Linked DNA regions of Sus scrofa: regions 1, 2 and 3 are each linked to region 4. Evidence: chromatin contacts called from public Hi-C, HiChIP or PLAC-seq and promoter capture Hi-C data. All regions are on one chromosome and are shown on one strand. Each heading gives the region's core, a stretch centred on a gene start, on an enhancer-like site or on the middle of the called end of the contact. The rest is flanking DNA. Distances are from core to core; before and after follow the strand shown.

What was found. Promoter capture Hi-C pulls out the DNA fragments that hold promoters and counts their contacts. A called contact is a pair of places that touch in the nucleus more often than the background predicts. HiChIP or PLAC-seq counts read pairs in DNA pulled down with a chosen protein or histone mark.
Region 1: a contact with region 4 is called in an H3K27ac HiChIP or PLAC-seq map of alveolar macrophages. The contact joins the promoter of PIAS4 here to the promoter of MAP2K2 in region 4. A contact is called at or near these places in 4 of 47 Hi-C or Micro-C datasets (alveolar macrophages, heart right ventricle, liver and 1 more) and 2 of 2 datasets of contacts at active chromatin or transcription factors (alveolar macrophages and skeletal muscle).
Region 2: a contact with region 4 is called in a promoter capture Hi-C map of liver, with 5 times the contacts expected there. The contact joins the promoter of EEF2 here to the promoter of MAP2K2 in region 4. A contact is called at or near these places in 2 of 5 promoter capture datasets (fetal liver and liver), 11 of 47 Hi-C or Micro-C datasets (alveolar macrophages, embryonic fibroblasts, heart right ventricle and 6 more) and 1 of 2 datasets of contacts at active chromatin or transcription factors (alveolar macrophages).
Region 3: a contact with region 4 is called in a Hi-C map of liver, with 5 times the contacts expected there. The contact joins the promoter of CCDC94 here to the promoter of MAP2K2 in region 4. A contact is called at or near these places in 1 of 5 promoter capture datasets (liver) and 2 of 47 Hi-C or Micro-C datasets (heart right ventricle and liver).

What each region holds. Positions count from the first base shown.
Region 1 is chr2:74,727,821-74,732,708 of Sscrofa11.1, forward strand. PIAS4 (E3 SUMO-protein ligase PIAS4) reads right to left here and starts at 1,972. Exons shown (of 11, transcript XM_003354007.4): 1 at 1,864-1,972. The coding sequence starts at 1,890.
Region 2 is chr2:74,744,329-74,749,548 of Sscrofa11.1, forward strand. It overlaps EEF2 (elongation factor 2), which reads left to right and starts at 2,213. Exons shown (of 15, transcript XM_003354002.5): 1 at 2,213-2,363; 2 at 3,386-3,600; 3 at 4,483-4,664; 4 at 4,742-4,953. The coding sequence starts at 2,361.
Region 3 is chr2:74,526,014-74,531,495 of Sscrofa11.1, forward strand. CCDC94 (coiled-coil domain-containing protein 94) reads right to left here and starts at 2,320. Exons shown (of 8, transcript XM_013994769.2): 1 at 2,187-2,320. The coding sequence starts at 2,210. EBI3 (Epstein-Barr virus induced 3) reads right to left here. Exons shown (of 5, transcript NM_001315682.1): 5 at 4,718-5,144. The coding sequence ends at 4,992.
Region 4 is chr2:74,623,054-74,628,061 of Sscrofa11.1, forward strand. MAP2K2 (mitogen-activated protein kinase kinase 2) reads left to right here and starts at 3,686. Exons shown (of 11, transcript NM_001244550.1): 1 at 3,686-4,047. The coding sequence starts at 3,956.

The DNA.
Region 1 (4,888 bases), core at 722-3,221, 100 kb after region 4:
CTTTAAAAAAAAAGACAAAAGACAAGAAAAAGGGTCAACTTGATTTAATTGGGGTTGGGGGGGCAGCCACTGGAGGGTCAAGCAGAGTTCATCAGATCATATTTCAAGGCCCTGAATGGTATAAGAGTTCAGACCCCACTCTCTGGCTGGAGGATCGGCGGGAGCCCAGAGCCAAAACCCCACAGCAGAGGAGGTTAAATTTCAGGGCTCCAGGGGACTTCAGGTTGCAGGCTGCTGCCTTGGGCTTGCACATCTCTAGGGCAGGTACTCAATTTCTCAAAATTCCAGAGGAGCAGAAGCATGTGTTCTAGGTACAGGGGGAGGGAGCTCAGGGGTGAAGGGAGGGTAATACCCTATAATCACAGAACCTTGAGGGCTTCATTTCAGACCCCAGTGGGAAGGGAAGGGAGATGTAAGGAAAGGGAAAGAAAACATTTACAGGTCAAGACCCTGGGGAGGACAGACCAGAGGGGTGGGGGTGCCTCAGTTCTGCAAAGGTCCTGCCCTCTACATCCCTGAGACCTGTGGCCTTGAGTAAACTTCTTACAGAAGAAGTCTCGTGCAGTCAGGGGCAAGAGTTCTGGAGCCTCACCTCAGAGAGGCTACCTTGAAGAAAATACATCTCTGGAAAACTGATGCTTCCAGCTTAGTCCCAAGAGGGTTAAAAAGGACCCTAAGCTAAGAGAAGGGATGGTATCTATGGGATGTGGAACCTGGACCCCAAACAGGAATACAGCAGAGAAGCACTAGGAACTACCCTACAGAAAAAATCCTACCCTGCAGTCAATCAGAGACCTTCCAAGGACCAACACGAGAGACCAGAAGAAAGAGAGAGGGGCCTCAGATGCCAAAGCTGGGATGCAAAAGCAGGGGTTCTGGGGCTAGGTGGAAAGGGAGTGTGATCTGAGCAGTAGATCCACAATGAAGTAGAATACAGAGGAAACAGCCAAGGTTGGGAAATAAGAGTCTGATCCCGCAAGGGTGAGGACTAGAACCCCCAGAAGTAGTCCAAAAGGGCATAGATGCTGTCCTAAAGGGGAAGAGGGAGAAGGAAGGCAGAGCTCAGAACCGAAGACTGAGAGGAGAGAGATGGGAAGGTCTTGGACACAGGGGCCAGAGCTCCATCCCAGGGGGGCACACTCAGTTAACACCAAGCCCACTCCAGGGTGAGGAAGGTGTCGGGAGGGAGGCGGGGTTCTGGAACCAGAGCAGGAGCTGAACAGGGCCCCAAACACCAGTTTAGCGTACAGACCCCAAGAGACACACTATTTTTGAGGGACATTGAGGACCCCAGCTCATCACTCCGGACGGTGCAAGCGGTGGCAGAAGAGTCAGGGGACCCTTCTGAGCAAGGAGTAGCCAACCCCAGTCTAGTCGGCTAGTCGGCTGGGGCGAGGAGGCTAAGACCCTGACGGCAGCCATGGCGGGAGAGAAGACGCGCAGACAATCCCAAAGGCCAAAGAGCGCGGACCCCTGTTTGGGACGAGAAGACAAGCAGCTCAGCCCGTGAAGCTGTCCGTGGGGACTGTGCCTCAAGCTGGGAGGCGCGGCCCTGTGCCCGTGTTTAGGGAGATTTGTAGGTAACCTAACCGCTCGAGCTGGAGAAGGGGACCCCAAGCTCAAGCCCAGGGGCCGACCCCCCAGGGCGAAGAGTGGGGTGAGGTTTTCGGGGGCCCCGCCCCCGGCCTCCGCGCGCCCCGCCCGCACCCGGAGTCCGGGGACCAGGGGCGGGCGAGGAGGCCGGACGCCGAGGTGCGAGCGGGCTGTGTCTCAGGACCCCGAGCGGAAGGCGCAGACCTCGGCCTGCCGCCCGGTCCACGCACCCCCCACCCTCCCGGGCCGGCGCCGCGGCCGCTCACTCACTTTGGCCTCCACCAGCTCCGCCGCCATCTTGGCCACCAGCGTCCCCCGCGCCGGGAGCCCCCAGCCGTCGCGTCACGTGACTGCCCTCCACTCGCGGGCGGGGCCTATGCCGCGACCAATTAGCACCCGCGCGCCCTCCTCCCCGCGGCGCGCGCGACCGCGCACTGCGCAGGCGCGCGCGGCCACCGCCCGGGCCTCGGGCCAATCAGGGTGGCCCGACACCGCCCCCCTCTTTAGCTCGCGGCGACCACGCCCACCCCTGGCTGCGTCTAGCTTCTTAAAGGCGCACGAGTGCCGCACAGGTAGGGGTGGGTGCTGGGTCCTGTCTTGGGAGGGAATAGATAGCAGAGGCGACAACAATGCAGCAAGGTGTTGCGGGTCCCCGGTGCGAGGCGGCTGCCAGGTGCTTGACCGGACGCCCGGTGGCGTGGGGGCGGGGAGAAGACAGTTGGCCGGCTCAGCAGCTGCCAATGCGTGCAGCGAGGCGCCTTGCAGAGCAGCGCTGTGCAGCCTCAGGCGTGCTATACATCCGGGTCCTGGCTCGGCAGAGGGGGCTCGGGCGCGGCGCCCCCCACTTAGTTGGCTCCCGGCGGAGAAATGCGGGACCTCCTGCCCACTTCCCGGAGCTCGTGCATCCCTCACACCCGTAAGCGTACTCCTCTCGCTAGTTCTGGCTCCCCATCCACAGTAAACCTTTGGAATCTGCACTAACCGGAAACTCCCCTGCTCAAGAGCTCTCTGTGGCTCCTCAGTGCTCGCGGGCCACAGAGCTCAAAGTTTCTTGTATCAAAAGCAGGAAGAAAGAGGACAAAACTGTGTATTTCAGGGCCCATCCCTTGACATTATAAATATCAGGGCAAGAATTAGCCGAAATTTGAGTGCCCCAAATGACCCTGTTATCAAGATAAATGTTTGTGTGATATATGTGAGAGATATATATACATATTTTTTTTTTTTTTGGCTGTTCCTCAGGGCATGGCAAGTTTTCCAGGCCAGGAGTTGAATCCGCACCGAAGAAGCGACCCAAGCCATAGCAGTGACATTGCCAGATCCTTAACCACTAGGCCACTAGGGAACTCCTGTGCAATATTTTTTAAGAAAAATTAATGCAGGAGTTCCCGTCGTGGCGCAGTGGTTAACGAATCCGACTAGGAACCATGAGGTTGCGGGTTCGATCCCTGCCCTTGCTCAGTGGGTTAACGATCCGGCGTTGCCGTGAGCTGTGGTGTAGGTTGCAGACACGGCTTGGATCCTGCGTTGCTGTGGCTCCGGCGTAGGCTGGCAGCTACAGCTCCGATTGGACCCCTAGCCTGAGAACCTCCATATGCCGCAGGAGCGGCCCAAAGAAATAGCAAAAAGACAAAAAAAAAAAAAAAGAAAGAAAGAAAAAGAAAAATTAATGCAAAAAAACTCCATGATGAAGAAAATACTAATTTAAGAGAGAATCTAACTCTGCAGTTGCAGTCAATACCTCCCTCACCTCACCATAACTCATTTACCTCACCCAAAACTCTGACTCTGCAGGGTTTTGTTTTACTTTTTTTACAATGTTTTATTTTGGGGCACATCAAAGTTCCTGGGCCAGGGATCGAATCCTTAATTCGCTGTGCCACAGCAGGAACTTCGAGCACCAGAATCTTAATCCAGGTCTGACCTTCTCCACACGGTTATAAACTGCATCAGACTGTTCCAGCAGATATTCAGTGATAATCTCTCCATATATCAAAAACCTAATATATGCCAGACACTTTTGAATTAGGAGCGAACATCTTCTGCAAAGATCCAGATAATAAGTATTTTCAGCTCTACAAGCTACAGACAGCATCTGTAGCAACTACTCAACTCGGTGGGCATAGTCATGTACCAATAAAACTTCATTTTAGTCATTCCCATTATGGCACAGTAGAAACAAATCCAACTAGGAACCGTGAGGTTTCGGGTTTGATCCATATCACTCAGTGGGTTAAGGATCCAGTGTTACAGTGAGCTGTGGTATAGGTTGCAGATGCAGCTCAGACCTGGCATGGCTGTGGAGTAGGCCGTCAGCTGTACCTCTGATTGGACCCGTACCATGGGGCCCTCCATATGCCTTGGGTGCGGCTCTAAAAAGCAAAACAAAAACAAAAATCCCTTCATTTCTAAACACTGAATTTGAATTTTATAGAATTTTTACATATAATGAAATATTATTTGAATTTTGGTTCAGACACTGAAAAGAGAAACACTTTTAGCTCAAGGGCTGTTCAGAACAGTTGTCAGACCAAAAAGAAAACAAAAAGACAACTTACAGAATGGGAGAAAATAGTTTCAAATGATGCAACTGACAAGGGCTTAATCTCTAGAATATATAAGCAACTTATACAACTCAACAGCAAAAAAACCAATCAATCAATGGAAAAATGGGCAAAAGACCTGAATAGACATTTCTCCAAAGAAGATACACAGATGGCCAGCAAACACATGAAAAAATGCTCAACATCACTGATTATAAGAGAAATGCAAATCAAAACTACCATGAGATATCACCTCACACCAGTCAGAATGGCCATCATTAATAAATCCACAAATAACAAGTGCTGGAGGGGCTGTGGAGAAAAGGGAACCCTCCTGCACTGCTGGTGGGAATGTAAACTGGTACAGCCACTATGGAGAACAGTTTGGAGATACCTTAGAAATCTATACATAGAACTTCCATATGACCCTGCAATCCCACGCTTGGGCATCTATCCGGACAAAACTCTACTTAAAAGAGACACATGCACCCGCATGTTCATTGCAGCACTATTCACAATAGCCAGGACATGGAAACAATCCAAATGTCCATCGACAGATGATTGGATTCGGAAGATGTGGTATATATACACAATGGAATACTACTCAGCCATAAAAAAGGATGACATCATGCCATTTGCAGCAACATGGATGGAGCTAGAGAATCTCATCCTGAGTGAAATGAGCCAGAAAGACAAAGGCAAATACCATATGATATCACTTATAACTGGAATCTAATATCCAGCACAAATGA
Region 2 (5,220 bases), core at 963-3,462, 120 kb after region 4:
CAGCAGGGGTCGCTGCCGCTGCTTCGGTGCTCTCCCCGCGCCGCAGTGGGCGCATGCGCAGCGGAGCCACCTTGCAGAGGTTACTTTTTTTTCCCTTGTGATACTTCCCCGCCCTTTACTCTCGCCTTCTTTTATTACTGCAGACCCTAAGCCCAGCTGTAGCTACTTTTGCTCTCCGCTAAAGCTCTGCTCCTCCCTCAGGCTTCTGGGTCTGGAGTGGGGAGTGGTCCCCTAACCGTCTAGCCCCACCCCTGCTGCTGTGGGGTAGAACACCTCTGCATGGGTGGGGGGGTTACAGTGGGACGGAGATATATCTAAAATCTACTCATTTCCCTTAAACTCTCCCCGGCTTCTTTAACACCCAGCTAAATTCTCTCAATACGCAATCTATTCACTTGAGATCGAATTCAACCCTCTTAATGAAAACCTTTGCTTTTCATCTCTTAAATGCTACAATTTCCAAGGAAGTGCCCGGGAAGTGCCTCCTACGGAACGCCGCAACAGTGGGGTGATGAGTACTCGTAAACATTTTTAAAATTTAAGATAAAATTTTTACTTAGAGTGGGAAACGATACCCATCTCCAGAAAACGCGCCCCCCGAATGGCGCATGCGCTTGCCCTGTAAAATTAACCTGGAAAGGGTCCCGAACCTAGGCGCAGGTGTTTAGAGATCCCGGATTGAGCTTAAGGGGTGACATCTGCTGCCTGCCACCCTGCCTTTCTGAGCCTCCATCAGACAGTAGATAGCTAATGAGCAGCTTCTTCCTGCCTTTGTTTCCCCCTGGGTTAAACACGGAACGGTGCTGGCAATCTTTGATTAAATGAAATTAAGGCTGTGTGTGACGTGCTTTACAAAGCGAAATGCGCATAGTCTTGGTGGGGAGAGGGGCTTTATTTTTTTTTTTTCTTTTTTTGTAATGGCCGCACCCAGAGGATATGGAACTTCCTGGACCAGGAATCAAATCCCAGCCAGAGCTCCGGACCTAAACCACACCTGCCCTGACGGTGGATTCTTAACGAGGCCGCACTGCGCCACAGCGGGAACGCCGAGAGGGGCTTAAGTCCAGACCTGAGCTTGCAAGGCTTTTTACATGTGTACATCATCCCTTCTCCTAGCATAGGGAAAGCACTTCAGTCCCCCTTCTTTTGGCAGAATGAGTTTAAGGAAAGAAGTGGGTTAATTTGTGCTAATATCACTAATTGGTGCAAGAAATACTTATGAGCGCCTACTGTGTACCAGGCATTGAGTTGGGCTCTTTATCAAGGATAAAGATACTGAATTGAAAGCCAGCTCATTCCATCCAGTCAGAGATCTGAAATACAATTGTTTCTTAGGGTCATATTAGGACACAAATGCAAAGTAGTCTTCCTGCGCCTCCCCCTGGAAGGAAAATGAAATAGAAAATGGGATTATGCATGTGAAGAAGCGTTCAGCCCCTGTGCCCGCGACACAGCAAACCAGTTCCTGAAATAAGTGCTCATTGATAGTAATGATAGTTAATTAAAAAGAGCTGACGTGTATTGAGAACTGTGTCAGGTATGGCGGTAGTTTTACTGTTCCCCGGTGAGGCAGTACAGATTACTCCCATTTTACAGACAAGAAAACCGAACAGAAAATCCGAGTATCTACTGTAAGAACACTTACAGCGGTGGGACAGTAGGTATTTTGTTCACTGTTATATCCGCAACACCTACAGCCATGCCTGTTATAGGAGACGCTCAACCCGTCTCTTTGGAATAAATGAGTGCTTAAAAAATTACCTGCTTTTTAAAAATCTTATTTTAATGAAATAATTATAGACGTAGTTGCAAAAATAGTACAGAGAGGTCCCTAGTACCCTTTCCCCCAGCTTCCCCCATTACTGTCAATTTACATCACACTATCAAATCCAGGAAATTAACCTTGGCACATTCCACAGACCCTGTTCATATTGTAATGTGTTTTAATACAAATGTTTGGCATTTTACAAATTGATATCGTGCTAGGATTGGAGTAATATTCTCAGCTAAGGCTGAGCTCTTCCCTTTCTGCACCGGAGTATTGCATACCTGAGGCGTGCACCCACCTCGGGGCCAAACACGCCCCAGGGAAAATCTTAAGTGCTGAATGTAGACCCCCTACTTTCCAGCAGCCTTGCAGACGCCTAAGGGGTTACCCGGGGGGAGGGCGTCAGTGCGCCTGCGCGCAGCGATGCTTCACCCCGCCCCCGAAGCGCGATCAGATGACCCGCCCAACCGGCGTCGGCCTATAAAAGCTCGGGTGTTGACGTCAGCGTTCTCTTCCGCCGTCGTCGCCGCCATCCTCGGCGCGACTAACCTTACTCGGATCTGCCCGGTAGAATCCACCGCCATCCGTCACCATGGTGAGCAGTGCTGTCCAGAGGGCGGCCTGGAGCAGCGGCGGGGCCTCTGCAGGACCGGCGCTGCCAAGCCTGGAGTGCTGTGGCCTCCGGGACCGGGAGTAGACATGGCGGCTGCGGGGCTGGAGGGCCTGGGGCTGAGAAAGCGGTTGCCGCCATGTCTACGCGCTGCACTTCTCACCGAACTTCGCTTCCGGGGGCGCCGCCGCCCCGCGGGGTCCCCGGTCCTGCCGAGGCTGGGGCGGAGGCGGGGCGGTGGGGTATGATGATGTGGCAGACGCTGTAATGGCGGGCGCCGCTGTGCGAGCAGGGAGAGGGGAGCCGCCTTATGTAACCCGCGGGCCAGGAGTTTGAGTTCGATTTTCTGTCGGAAGTCGTGGGCGGCAAGGAAATGGCAAAAGGAAAGGAGAGTAAGACCCTTGGTAGCGCCCCATCTTACGCTCTGTAACCTTGGCATGATCCCTTGTCTTTACTGTATTTCCCAATTGTGAACACCTGATTCCGGGGCCACGCGGTGGAGGCTCGCGCCGGTTAGCACTGCGCAGGTCCCCCCACCTGACCGCGGGTGTCATTCAAGGAATCCAGGGTGGCGTGGGTGGCTCTGCCTGACCCCCGCAGCGAGGGGTGACCTTGGTTGTTTAAGAGGCTCTTTGGTTGGGGGAAGCCTGGAGGTACACACAGTGGCAACACAGTGTGACTTGGGGAGCTTCAGCTCTCCAGTATTCTTTAAATGGTCTCCGTGATACCCCGGTATTTACTCAGTTTAAAGGAAAGATGTCGCACTTTGGGACTTCTCAGTTTTCATTCTGGACTGTCATTCTTGAGTTGTGAGGACCAGGGAACGTGGTGAGAAGCATTTTTAAAAGAATGTCAACAAAGAGGGGGATTTGAGTGGGAGTTGGGGTGGCTCCAGGACCAACCCCCTTTGACCTTAGCCTAGCAGTGTCTATTGATCAAAGCCTTAGTGCCAAAACCCATTCCCTGAGAGCTGGGCACCTCTGAGACTCTCCTCCCCCCACCCGTAGGTGAACTTCACAGTAGACCAGATCCGGGCCATCATGGACAAGAAGGCTAATATCCGAAACATGTCCGTCATTGCCCACGTGGACCATGGCAAGTCCACTCTGACGGACTCATTGGTGTGCAAGGCTGGTATCATCGCCTCCGCCCGGGCTGGGGAGACCCGCTTCACTGACACCCGGAAGGATGAGCAGGAACGTTGCATCACTATCAAATCAACGTGAGCAATTCCTGGTGTCCTCTGGATGGGGAGGGACGGGGGAGGTGCTTATCTTGGTGGGTATGAAGGACAGACAGTAGCCTTCACTTACTTGAAGGCTTTTGGGGAGGTGAGTGGAACACCTTGGGGCTGCATTTTTGCACTATGAAGAGACATGAGGTTTCACCCAGTGAGATGGGAATCTTTATGTCCAGTGAAAAAGGCACAGTGAGGGTGATATTAATGGGCCTTGGAGAGCAAAGGGGGCAAGGGGCTCTTCTCAATGTCTGGAGACATCTAGGAGGATGCAGCTGGCAGCCAAGAAAGGATATACTGTTGAAAGTTTTCCCCTGTGCAAGGGAGCACCTTGTGAGTTTTCTGGCTTCAGAATGGCAACAGGGTGAGAACTGAAAGAAAAGCGACTGTAACTGGCAGTTATTTTCATTTGGTAACTTCTTCGTCATTGTTGATAATCAGCTGGGAATGGAGGGGAAGGAAGGATGAAAGGTAGTTTTTGGTGTTTCAAGGCTTTGCCTGATTGTGTAGTTGCTCCTTGGAATCAGGTGCCTTGAACCTGGGAGGAACCTTGTGGACTCTGGTTCTTTGCCGCTGGTACCAGGGAGGTGAGGTGGGTGTTCCTAGTGGAAGGTGCTGCAGAGCTTGCGTGGGAAGTCTGAAGTTCATTTGTAGGGATGAGTAATGCAGGGAGAGGAGACACTTTGCAGCGTCTGCCTCTTTTTTTTTTTTTTTTTTTTCCCCTGGTTCCTCTCCTTGGGAGTTAAGAGCATCTGCCCTGAGTCCCTTTGGGCAGAAACCTAGGTGACTACAGGGCTGATGTGGAACAGGTTAAGAGCTAGGCCGAGGTGTATCTTTCATTTAGCTCACCTGTCCCAATCTCTTCAGGGCCATTTCCCTCTTCTATGAGCTCTCAGAGAATGACTTGAATTTCATCAAGCAGAGCAAAGATGGCTCTGGCTTCCTCATCAACCTCATTGATTCACCTGGGCACGTGGACTTCTCCTCAGAAGTGACAGCAGCTCTCCGTGTCACCGATGGTGCCTTGGTGGTGGTGGACTGTGTGTCAGGTAAGCACTGGGTGGCTCGGAATCTGGGGCTGGCCGTTCTTTACTCTTTGGAGACCTTACCTCATACCTGTCCCCAGGTGTGTGCGTGCAGACAGAGACAGTGCTGCGCCAGGCTATTGCTGAGCGCATCAAGCCTGTGCTGATGATGAACAAGATGGACCGGGCCCTGCTCGAGCTGCAGCTGGAGCCCGAGGAGCTCTACCAGACCTTCCAGCGCATTGTGGAGAATGTCAATGTCATCATTTCCACCTATGGGGAGGGCGAGAGTGGCCCCATGGGCAACATCATGGTAGGATTGCTTGACTGCTGAAGCTGGGATTGCTTGGCACAGTATCTCACCTCCTTTGTACCCAATATTCCCTCAGTTGCTCCTGTGGATGGGCTGCAGTCTTCCTGGAGGATGCCCCTGGGGAACCATTCCTGGGGCTTCTTGAGATCTTTATTTCAGTGGGCTGTTAGAAACCTAGAGTGACAAATGGGCAGGACTCTAGGGAAGGCTGTGGGGTAGTGGGTTACTCTTGCTGATAAAGGCCAGTGAGTGGGGCAAACGCCTGCA
Region 3 (5,482 bases), core at 1,070-3,569, 98 kb before region 4:
CTTATAGTGTTGTTGTTGTTTTTCCTTTTTATAGCCTCACCTACAGCATATGGAAGTACCAGGCTAGGGGTTGAATCAGAGCTGCAGCTGAGGCCTATACCATGGCTACAGCATTACCAGATTCGAGGCACATCTGTGACCTACATCAGAACTTGTGGCAACACTGGATCCTTAACCCACTGAGTGAGACCAGAGATCGAACCCACATCCTCATGGATACTAGTCAGGTTCATAACCCGCTGAGCCACAATGGGAACTCCTATGCCGGATTCTTAACCCACTAAGACACAACGAGAACTCCAGAAGCAGGTCTGTCTTTCTCTTTCTTTAGGGCCTCACCCAGGGCATACGAAGTTCCCAGGCTATGGGTCGAATCAGAGCTGTAGCTGCCAGCCTATACCACAGCCACAGCAACGCCAGATCCAAGCCACATCTGCAACCTACCCCACAGCTCACTGCAACGCCGGATCTTTAACTCACTGAGCAGGGCAAGGGATCGAACCTACAACCTCATGGACACTAGTCGGGTACACTACTGCTGAGCCACAACGGGGACTCCTCACAAGCAGGCCTTTCTAAGGACAGCAGCCTCAGGCCTGTCGCATTAACTCTTTCTGCACAGGAGCCTGAGATGGAAAGTGTGGGGAAGGTGAGTTTGGATTATGTTTAAAAATCACCACGCAGGATAAACAGAAAATAAAGCACTTTGAGCTCTGAGCACTTACGAGGTGCCACATACTATTTAGAGCTTTACATCCCTTGTTTTATGCAATCCCTGCAAAGACCTGAGACAGACAGCAGAGTACCCATAGGAAACTGAATCCTGGTGGTTTCAGCTACTCAAGGTCACACAGTGTGAGAAGCAAAGCCAGGGACACGACTTTGGGGAAACTGGTATCATGATTAAGAGCACACATTACAGAGCTGGGGGTACTGGGTTTGACTCCACCACTCTCTGGCTATTACATAATCTCTCTGGGCCTGAGTTTCCTCATCTGATGGAGGGATAACTTGTTCACCTGCAAGGACTTCGTGAATATGGCACTTAGAGCAGTACCTGGCAAACACAAGTATTTACCAGAAAGTTATGGGAATAGATGGCCTCCCAGCTAGATCCTCAGGATGGAAGAACTTTCACCCATATGAAGTCCTGGAATGTGAGGTGACTGGGGCTGGATTTTTCTTTTTCTTTCTTTCTTTTTTTTTTTAGTGCCAAACCTGTAGCATATGGGGGTTCCTGCGCTAAGGGTCAAATCCTAGCTGCAGCTGCCAAATCAGAGCTGTATCTGCGATCTGTGCCGCATCCTTCATCTACGCCGCAGCTTGCAGCAATGCCGGATCCTTAACCCACTGAGTGAAGCCAGGGATCAAACCCGCATCCTCATGCACACTAGCTGGGTTCTTAAGCCGCTGAGCTGCAACAGAAACTCCAGTGGCTGGATTCTTACCACAGGTGTTTAAAAGATTAGAGCACCGAGTTAGGGAAAGAGACATCAAACTGACCTTGGAAACCTGGGCTCGGAGCCATCAGTCTGGAGGTCTCTTCTCTACTCCTTCCTGACATCCTGGGTTTACACACTCCCAGGCCGGTGAGCTCACTCCTTACCTGGGAGCACACACCCTCTTAGACGGTGGGGGACAGGGACTCAGAATTCCGGAGTTTTCTTCTCTAGAAGCTGAATGCTGCTTTCCAGACCCCGCCCCCCTCAACACACACACCAGTTCTGTTAGGGAATGATTTTTTTTTTCCCCAAAAGAGCTGGCAGACTTAAGGCAACTGGAAAGGTCTCCAGCCGCACGCTGAATTTAGATAAGCCTAACCCTTCCCAAAGATCAGAACTGGCTAAAATAGACCCCCTGCCGGCGGTGCTTAGAGCTGAAATACCACGATTTTAAAATAGCTCCGCCCCAAGGAAAGTGATTGGATAATTCCCTTCAGAAGATCCAATCAGGAGAAGAGATCTGGTAAATACGCCCAAGCTCCGCCCCCAAAGGTGATGGGGTACACTCCAGGCTCCAGGATGAGGTTTAGCTGAAGGCCCACCCTCCGCGGAAGGTGATTGGGAGGAGTGTGCAGACCGTTGGGAAGAAGGCAAAGGTCCCACTAGAAGAGTATAATTAGCCCACTTCCGTTGGCTACGAGAGGTCCCACCACTGGTGGAAAGCCTTAGTCGCCCAACACTTACGTTTAAAACTTTTCGCTCCGACATCTTTGCCTCCTAGTCTTCTCACAAGCACGAGAGTACTGGTTAGGCTCGGTGCTTATCGAACTTTCCCGACCGTCTGTCCTTTGTATTTCCGCTTACGCCACTCCTTCAGCCGCTGTTATTGGCTGCAGCATATACAGCTTGCCTTTATCATTGGCTCCAGCTTCCGCCTGTCAACATCCGAGTCCCTCGGTCTTCCCTCCCTGGTTGCAACCCTGGGGGCGCTCATCAGAGGTTCCGGCGTTGGTCAGGATTTGAAATTTCAAGGAGGCGTTGCGCCCCCTAGAGGCGATGGGGCTGCCGGTCACGGCATTCCCTGTTTTCGTTTTTGTTTTTTTGGTTTTCTTCCTAGCGCCGCACCCGCGGCATATAGTTCACAGGCTAGGGGTCAGGTCGGAGCTACAGCTGCTGGCCTACACCACAGCCACAGCAACGCAGGATCCAAGCCGCGTCTGCGACCTACACCACAGCTCACAGCCATGCCAGATCCTTAACCCACTGAGGGAGGCCAGGGATGGAACCTGAAACCTCAAGGCTATTAGTCAGATTCGTTTCTGCTGCGTCACAACAGGAACTCCTCTTTTTGGTTTTTTAAGGGCCGCACCTGAGGCATATGGACTTCCCAGGCCTGGGGTCCAATCCGAGCTGCAACAGCCGGCCTTCACCACAGCAACGCCAGATCCCAGCATTGTCTGCGACCTACACCTCAACTCATGGCAATGCTGGATCCTTAACCCACTGAGTGGGGCCAGGGATCGAACCCACATCCTTATGGATACTGGTCGGATTCGTTACCACTGAGCCACAACAGGAACTCCTATTTGTTATTTCCCATGCCACACCAGCAGCATGTGGAAGTTCCTGGGCTAGGGATTGAATGGGAGCCACAGCTGCGATCTGTTCCTCAGCTGTGGCGATGAAGGATCCTTAACCCACTGTGGAGGCCCAAGGGTTGAACCTGCATCCTGGTGCTTCAGAGATGCCACTGATCCCATTGTACTACAGCCAGTCTTCCCTCCTACACACATATTTACTCCCTTATGTCTCCCTATTGCTTGCCTCTGTGTTCATCTTTCTTTTTTTTTTTTTTTTTTTGTCTTTTTGTCTTTTGTTGTTGTTGTTGCTATTTTTTGGGCCGCTCCCGCAGCATATGGAGGTTCCCAGGCTAGGGGTCGAATCAGAGCTGTAGCCACCGGCCTACGCCACAGCAACGCGAGATCCAAGCCGCGTCTGCGACCTACACCACAGCTCACGGCAACGCCGGATCGTTAACCCACTGAGCAAGGGCAGGGACCGAACCCGCAACTTCATGGTTCCTAGTCGGATTCGTTAACCACTGCGCCACGACGGGAACTCCTGTGTTCATCTTTCTAAAGAGGCCATCCCTTCCCTAGCCTCCCCCTTCCTTTTACAAATGTTTGCTCTGTATCAGAGATGTGCTTGGTCACTGGGGACACATCAGAGAACAAGACATAAGATTTCTGCCCCCCTGGAGATCACTGCCTGTGTAGTGGGACTGATGGACAATAAACACAGTCACACAAAAACTCAGGTCCTGGTAAGTGATTTGAAGACAAAACAACAGGGTAACAAAGTGATGAGAAGGGGCTACTTGAGAAAGTTGAGTGTCCTATGGCTGCTGTAACAAACTGCCACAAGCTCAATGTTTTATTTTTATTTTTAATTTTTTTTTTGTCTTTTTGCCATTTCTTGGGCTGCTCTTGAGGCATATGGAGGTTCCCAGGCTAGGGGTCGAATTGGAACCATAGCTGCTGGCCTACGCCAGAGCCACAGCAACGCCAGATCCGAGCCGCGTCTGCAACCCCACACCACAGCTCACGGCAACGCCAGATCCTTAACCCACTGAGCAAGGCCAGGGATGGAACCCACAACCTCATGGTTCCTAGTCAGATTCGTTAACCACTGCGCCATGACGGGAACCCCTGAATTTATTTTATTTTATGCCACACCTGTGGCATATGGAAGTTCTCAGGCCAGGGGTCAAATCTGAGCTGCAGCTGTGATCTATGCCACAGCTGTGGCAACACCAGATCCTTATCCCATGCTGCCAGGATAGGGATTGAACCCGCACTGCCACAGAGGGAACTCTGCTGACCTGTGAATTTAGACCTGAATGAAATGTACAGAGAAGCCCCTGGATTGAGAAAATGCTTCAGAGCCTGGCTCTTTGGCCCCCCTCCTCAGAGAAATCTTCCCAAACTCAGGTCCCATCTGTGTCCCCCAACAGTGGGGCTTACAACAGGGCAGTTTCTGGGGAGGTGTGTGAACCAAACTGCAGAGCTGAATGAATTCCACCACCCCATCCCAGGCAGAACCCCCCGACCCCTGCCCTGACTCCCCCAGCCCCATTCTCTTCCTCTGGTCCAGCCCCAACCCCACGTGGGAATGGAGATTCACTATGTGTGCGATGGTCTGTCCTCTCCTCTCAGACTCCTCCCTGAGTTTCCTAGGGATCTGCCGAAGGCAGGAAGAAAAAAGAGTCCTGATTCCAGTGACAATGATCCTTTTTTAATTAAGTAACAAAAACATTTCATGGTCACAGTTCCCAAAGCCTTGTTCTGTGTTGAAGGAGGGAGCTCATGCTCATTTCACAGATTGAAAAACTGAGGCTCAGAGAGGCAAAGTCACTTGTGCAAGGTGGCTCAGCAACTCGGCAGCAGCACTCAGCAACTCAGCAGCAGCAACCCAGATCAGATGGGTCCCATTCACCCTTAGGTGGATGGCAAGGGCCCAGCCCCTCTTTGGGGTATGGGGAGCCCCCCACTACTTGCCCAGGGTCACAGAGTCAGCGGCAGGGAGACTCCAGGCGCTTGGTTCCCCGTAGTCGGTGAGGTCCTGAGCAGCCACCTGGATGCAGTACCTGGCTTTGGGCCTCCCAGCCTTGAGCGTGAAGGATGTGGTTTCAATGGGCCCCACCTGAAAGCAGAAGGAGACCGGGGTCAGTGAACAAGGAGGCTGTGTGACCTGCCTTCTGTCTCCCTGTCTGGCTATTACATCAGGACTCAGGCACCAAGTGTCCATCCAAAAGGACACGCCCTCTGCAGCCCCCTGCCTGCCTTCCGACCCGGGAGAGACTGCCCCTCCTGGGATCAGCCAATTCTTGGAAGACCAGGAGCAAGGCTTTTTTTTTTTTTTTTTTTTTTTTTTTGGCCATGCCTGAGGCAGAAGTTCCTGGAAGTTCCCAGGCCAGGGATCAAACCTATGCCACAGCAGTGACAATGCCAGATCCTTAACCACTAGGCCACCATGGAATT
Region 4 (5,008 bases), core at 2,436-4,935:
GCAAGGGGAAATTCCCTGGTGGCCCAGCAGATTAAGGGCCTGGCATTGTCACTGCTGTGGGTCTGGTTACTGCTGTGGCTTTGGTTCCACCCCTGGCCAAACAAACGAAAATGCAACTAATTTATTGTTCTACAAGAAGGGCAGTCCCCCAAATACATGTGATGGAATACCATACAGCAAGGAAAAATATAAATTACTGTTACATGTTATCACATGGATGAACTGGGAAAGTGAAAGTATCATGGTAAGTAAAAGAAGTTGGACACAAGAGTACATACAGTACAATTCCATTTCCACAAAGCTCTCTAAACACGCAAAACTAATCTCTGAGGATAGAAATCAAAATCTAGGTAGCGGTGGGCTGTAGCCAGCTTGTCCTGGCTCATAGATGGCTATTTTTACCATCCTTTCCAATTTCATGGCAGCTGGAAATCAGTCTCGGTGGGAATACATACACCATAGAAAAGGACAAACACTACAGATTACAAAGCAGCCTCTCCCTGTAAATAAATAAATAAATCTCTCATTTCACAAGCCCATTGTTAAACATTTACCAGCACACTGCTGCTTTGTGGAGCAAGGGGGATTCACTGAACAGGACACTGAGAAAACTTTCTGGAGTTCAGAGTGATGGCAATGTCCTGTATCTCCGGACTTACTGCTGTGGCTCAGCAAAAACAAACCTGACCAGTATTCATGAGGATGTGGGTTCAATCCCTAGCCTCGCTCAGTGGGTTAAGGATCTGGCATTGCTGTGAGCTGTGGTGTAGGTCACAGAAGTGGCTCAGATCTTGCATTACTGTGGCTGTGGATGTGGCTGGCAGCTGTAGCTCCGATTTGACCTCTGGCCTGGAAACTTCCATATGCTGCAGGTGCAGCACTTAAAAGAAAAAAAAAATGTGTTTATTGTATATGTGTTTTGTATTATATGTTATAGCTCAATAAAGAAGACCACATATATATATACACACATATATATGGCCTAAGAAAAAATAGTAGAGAAATCACTTTGCAGAACAGAAGGAAGTTGGAAACGCCCAGATCTGGGAAAGGTCATGGCATTATTTGAAGTTAGAGGAGCATTCTGCATTTTGGGGGAGTGAGTACCAGCAATGAAAGGCAAAACTTTTAAAAGCACTGAGATTGTAGAAATGCAAGAGCAGGTGAATCTGGGATCAGTTTTCATCACTAGAAAGCCATAGTAACATCTTTGCATTTTTAGAGCATTGTTACATTTTGCAATTATATATGTTTAGATTATCTATTTTTTAAACATTGTATCTCTCAGTGTCCAGTGCAGTGTCTAACACATAAAGGAGGAGCAAATTAACTGGTAGGGTTTTTTTTTTTTCTCTTTCCCGCAGAACCAGGGGCATGTGGAGGTTCCCAGGCTAGGGGTCAAACCAGAGCTACAGCTGCCGGCCTATGCCACAGCCACAGCAATGCAGGATCTGAGCTGCATCTGCAACCTACACCACAGTTCACAGCAACACCAGATCCTTAACCCACTGAGTGAGACCAGAGATCAAACACGAAACCTCATGGTTCCTAGTCAGATTTGTTTACGCTGCTGCGCCACAATGGGAACTCCCAAGTTGACTGTTAAAAGAATGACTGCAGGGTGGCTGGACAGGAAATGGGCAGGACTTACCCAGGGCAACAAGAGCACCTTGGCTGGACCTAGAAGAGGCTGACTGAAACTTTCTCTCTCCATTTCTTTCCATATGAAGATGCACCCCACCATGAAATGCACACAAGTGCTCAGAGAAGTGACCAAAAAAAAAAAAAAAAAAAAAAAAAAAAGGCAATGTGGTGGGTTTTTCATAAAGTCGACTTTTTCCTATTTAAGTGATTATTCTTTATTCTGTGCCATGTACTACCTCCCTTTTTCCTTAAATTGGTGTTAAAGTGACCTTTCTTTTTTTTTTTTTTTTTTGTCTTTTTGCTATTTCTTGGGCCGCTCCCGCAGCATATGGAGATTCCAAGGCTAGGGGTTGAATCGGAGCTGTAGCCACCGGCATACACCAGAGCCACAGCAACTCAGGATCCGAGCCGCGTCTGCAACCTACACCACAGCTCACGGCAACACCGGATCATTAACCCACTGAGCAAGGGCAGGGACCGAACCCGCAACCTCATGGTTCCTAGTCGGATTCGTTAACCACTGCGCCACGACGGGAACTCCTAAAGTGACCTTTCTCATAAAATGGTGTAGCCACTGTGGAAAACAGTATGATGGTTTCTAAAAAAATTAAACATAAGAGTTATTTTATGGCATATCAGGTTAAGGATACAGCATCATCACTGCAGTGGCTTGGGTCACTGCTGTGATGCAGCTTCAATTCCCCACCCAAGGGCATGTCCACATGTGGCCCAAAAAATAAAAAATAAATAAACGGAGTTCCCGTCGTGGCGCAGTGGTTAACGAATCCGACTAGGAACCATGAGGTTGCGGGTTTGATCCCTGCCCTTGCTCAGTGGGTTAACGATCCGGTGTTGCCGTGAGCTGTGGTGTAGGTTGCAGACGCGGCTCGGATCCCGCGTTGCTGTGGTTCTGGGTAGGCCGGTGGCTACAGCTCCGATTCGACCCCTAGCCTGGGAACCTCCATATGCCGTGGGAGCGGCCCAAGACCAAGAAATAGCAAAAAGACCAAAAAAAAAAAAAATTAAAAAAAAACATAGAATCACCAAATGATATTCAAAAGAGTTGCAAGCAAAGATTTAAAGAGAAATTGATACACTCACCTTCATAGCAGCACTGTTCATAAGAGCCAAAAGGTGGAAACTCGCAAATGTCCATTAACAGATAAGATAAACAATGTAGGGTCCAACCATACAACAGTGTATTATTCAGCCTTAAAAAGGGAGGAAATTCTGACACACACCACAACATGGATGAACCTTGAGAACATGATGCTGAGTGAAATAAGTCTGTCACAAAAGGACAAATACCTTATCATTCCACTTACAGGAGGTCCCTAGAGCAGTTGAATTCATAGAGACAGAAGGAAGAGTGGTGGTCTAGGGGAGTAGAATGGGGAGTTGGTGTTCAATAAGGGGGACGGATTTTCCGTTTGGGAAGAAGATAAAGTTCTGGAGATGGATGGTGGGAAAGGTTGCATAACAGTGTGAATATAGTTACTGCCACTAAACTACACATTTACAATTGGTAAAATGGTAAATTTTATGTTACATATATTTATAACAACAAAAGTTTTTTAATGACCTCTCTTTTATGAGTGAATGATAGTAATTGGTAGTATGAGTTAATTGCTGGGGGGATGTGGGGGTCCGTATTGGCAAAAAGCCTTTAGTTGACTCTTAGGTCAACTTAAGTCTCCTATTTTTGAAGGTTTTACTGGTTCATGTAGTTCCAGTCTGTCACCTGTAAAGCTCTAGGGGTCTGACCGCCCCTCCTCCACTGCCGCTCCACCCCCAACACCTGTCTGTCGCATTGTCCCTCTCGCCCCACTCCCGGAGCTTGCGCAAAAGCTGTGTGGGGGGAGGCGAGCTAATACGCATGCTCCAGGCCTGGCCTCAACTAAGTCTCCGCCTATTTCCCCCTTCGGGAGGCGGCCTTAGAGTGGTGCGCACGCACCGCGGTGAGGGGTGGGATCTGGCTCGATTCCTAGGAGCTGGCTCTCGCGATAGGCCGGCCCGCGATCTCGTCACTCTCCCTCCTCTCCCCTCCCTCGGCCTCCCCGGCTCCGGCTGCAGCGTCAGCCTCGGCCAGACTTTGGTGGCCGCGCCGGCCCAGATCCCTTGACTTCAGTCCCGGTGCCCTTTGGCGCCCCTCGGCCCCGATCCGCAGCGCCGATCATCCTCCCCGCCCCGGCGCCGGCCTAGGCCGCGGCCACAGCCCCGGGCTCAAGTCGGCGTCGCCTGCTCCCGGCCCGCCCCCTATGGGCCCCGGCTAGAGGCGCCGCCGCCGCCGCCGCCGGCCCGCGGAGCCCCGATGCTGGCCCGGAGGAAGCCGGTGCTGCCGGCGCTCACCATCAACCCCGCCATCGCCGAGGGCCCGTCCCCCACCAGCGAGGGCGCCTCCGAGTGAGTGGGATGGGCCGGGGCCGGGGAGAGGACAGGATTGGGGGGGGGGGGTCCCAGAATAGCGAGATCGGGGAGAGAGGGTCCCTGAGAGGAGAGCTGAGCGGCTCTGAGGATCGACGTTGGCGGAAGGGGGTCCCTGAGTTGCGAAATAGGGCTGGAGGGGGGTTCTTACTGGGAGAAGATAGGATGAGGGGGTCTCTGCGTATTGAATCGGTCCCTACCAGGAAAAGGCTGGGGTTCGGGCCTTTTTGATATAGCGAAGCCAGGGTGATGGTGGGAGGGTTCCTGGGAGGTGAGAATGGATTAGGGGTTCCTAGTAGTGAAGTCAGAGTAAAGGGGAGGAGTCCCTGGGTAATGAGGTGGAGGTGGGGGGAGGTTCTTGCAGGCCCAGAATGGGGCGAATGGGATTCCAGAGAGGAGAGGATGGGGCGGGAGAGTGGGATCCCTTGAGACGAGCATGGGGTATGGAAGTCCAGGAAGGGGGCAAGGGGGTGTCTGAGAAATGAGGATGGGGGAGGGATCTTTGAGGGCTGAGAGGGTCTCTGAGGGATCTGGGGGGAAGGGACCTGAGAAGATCCTGCTGGTGGTGGGTGGGGCGCCTGAGCCTGGGGAAAGTGGTGAGGAAGCCTGGAGGAGGCTTAGAGGCTGGGAGAGCAAGGAGTGAGGGGCATTTGGAGGGGCAGGGTGTGAGGAGAACTGGGAGCCATTCAGGGAAGAAGTCTGGGGCCTGCCAGGACCCCTGAAAGCAGGTGAGCAGAGACTCTGAATCAAATGGATTCGCAAAACCTTGAGAAGCTGGAGAAATGCAGGCGGTTTGAGGCAATTGAGTGAGACAGGAGGACTTTGGGGCAGCAGGTGGGATCAGAGAAAGGAACATCAAGGCCTTAGGGGTTACCTGATGGCAGAGTATTGTGTGAGGTCACATGCCAGAGTGGCTCCAGAGCATGTCCGTCTGACCTCC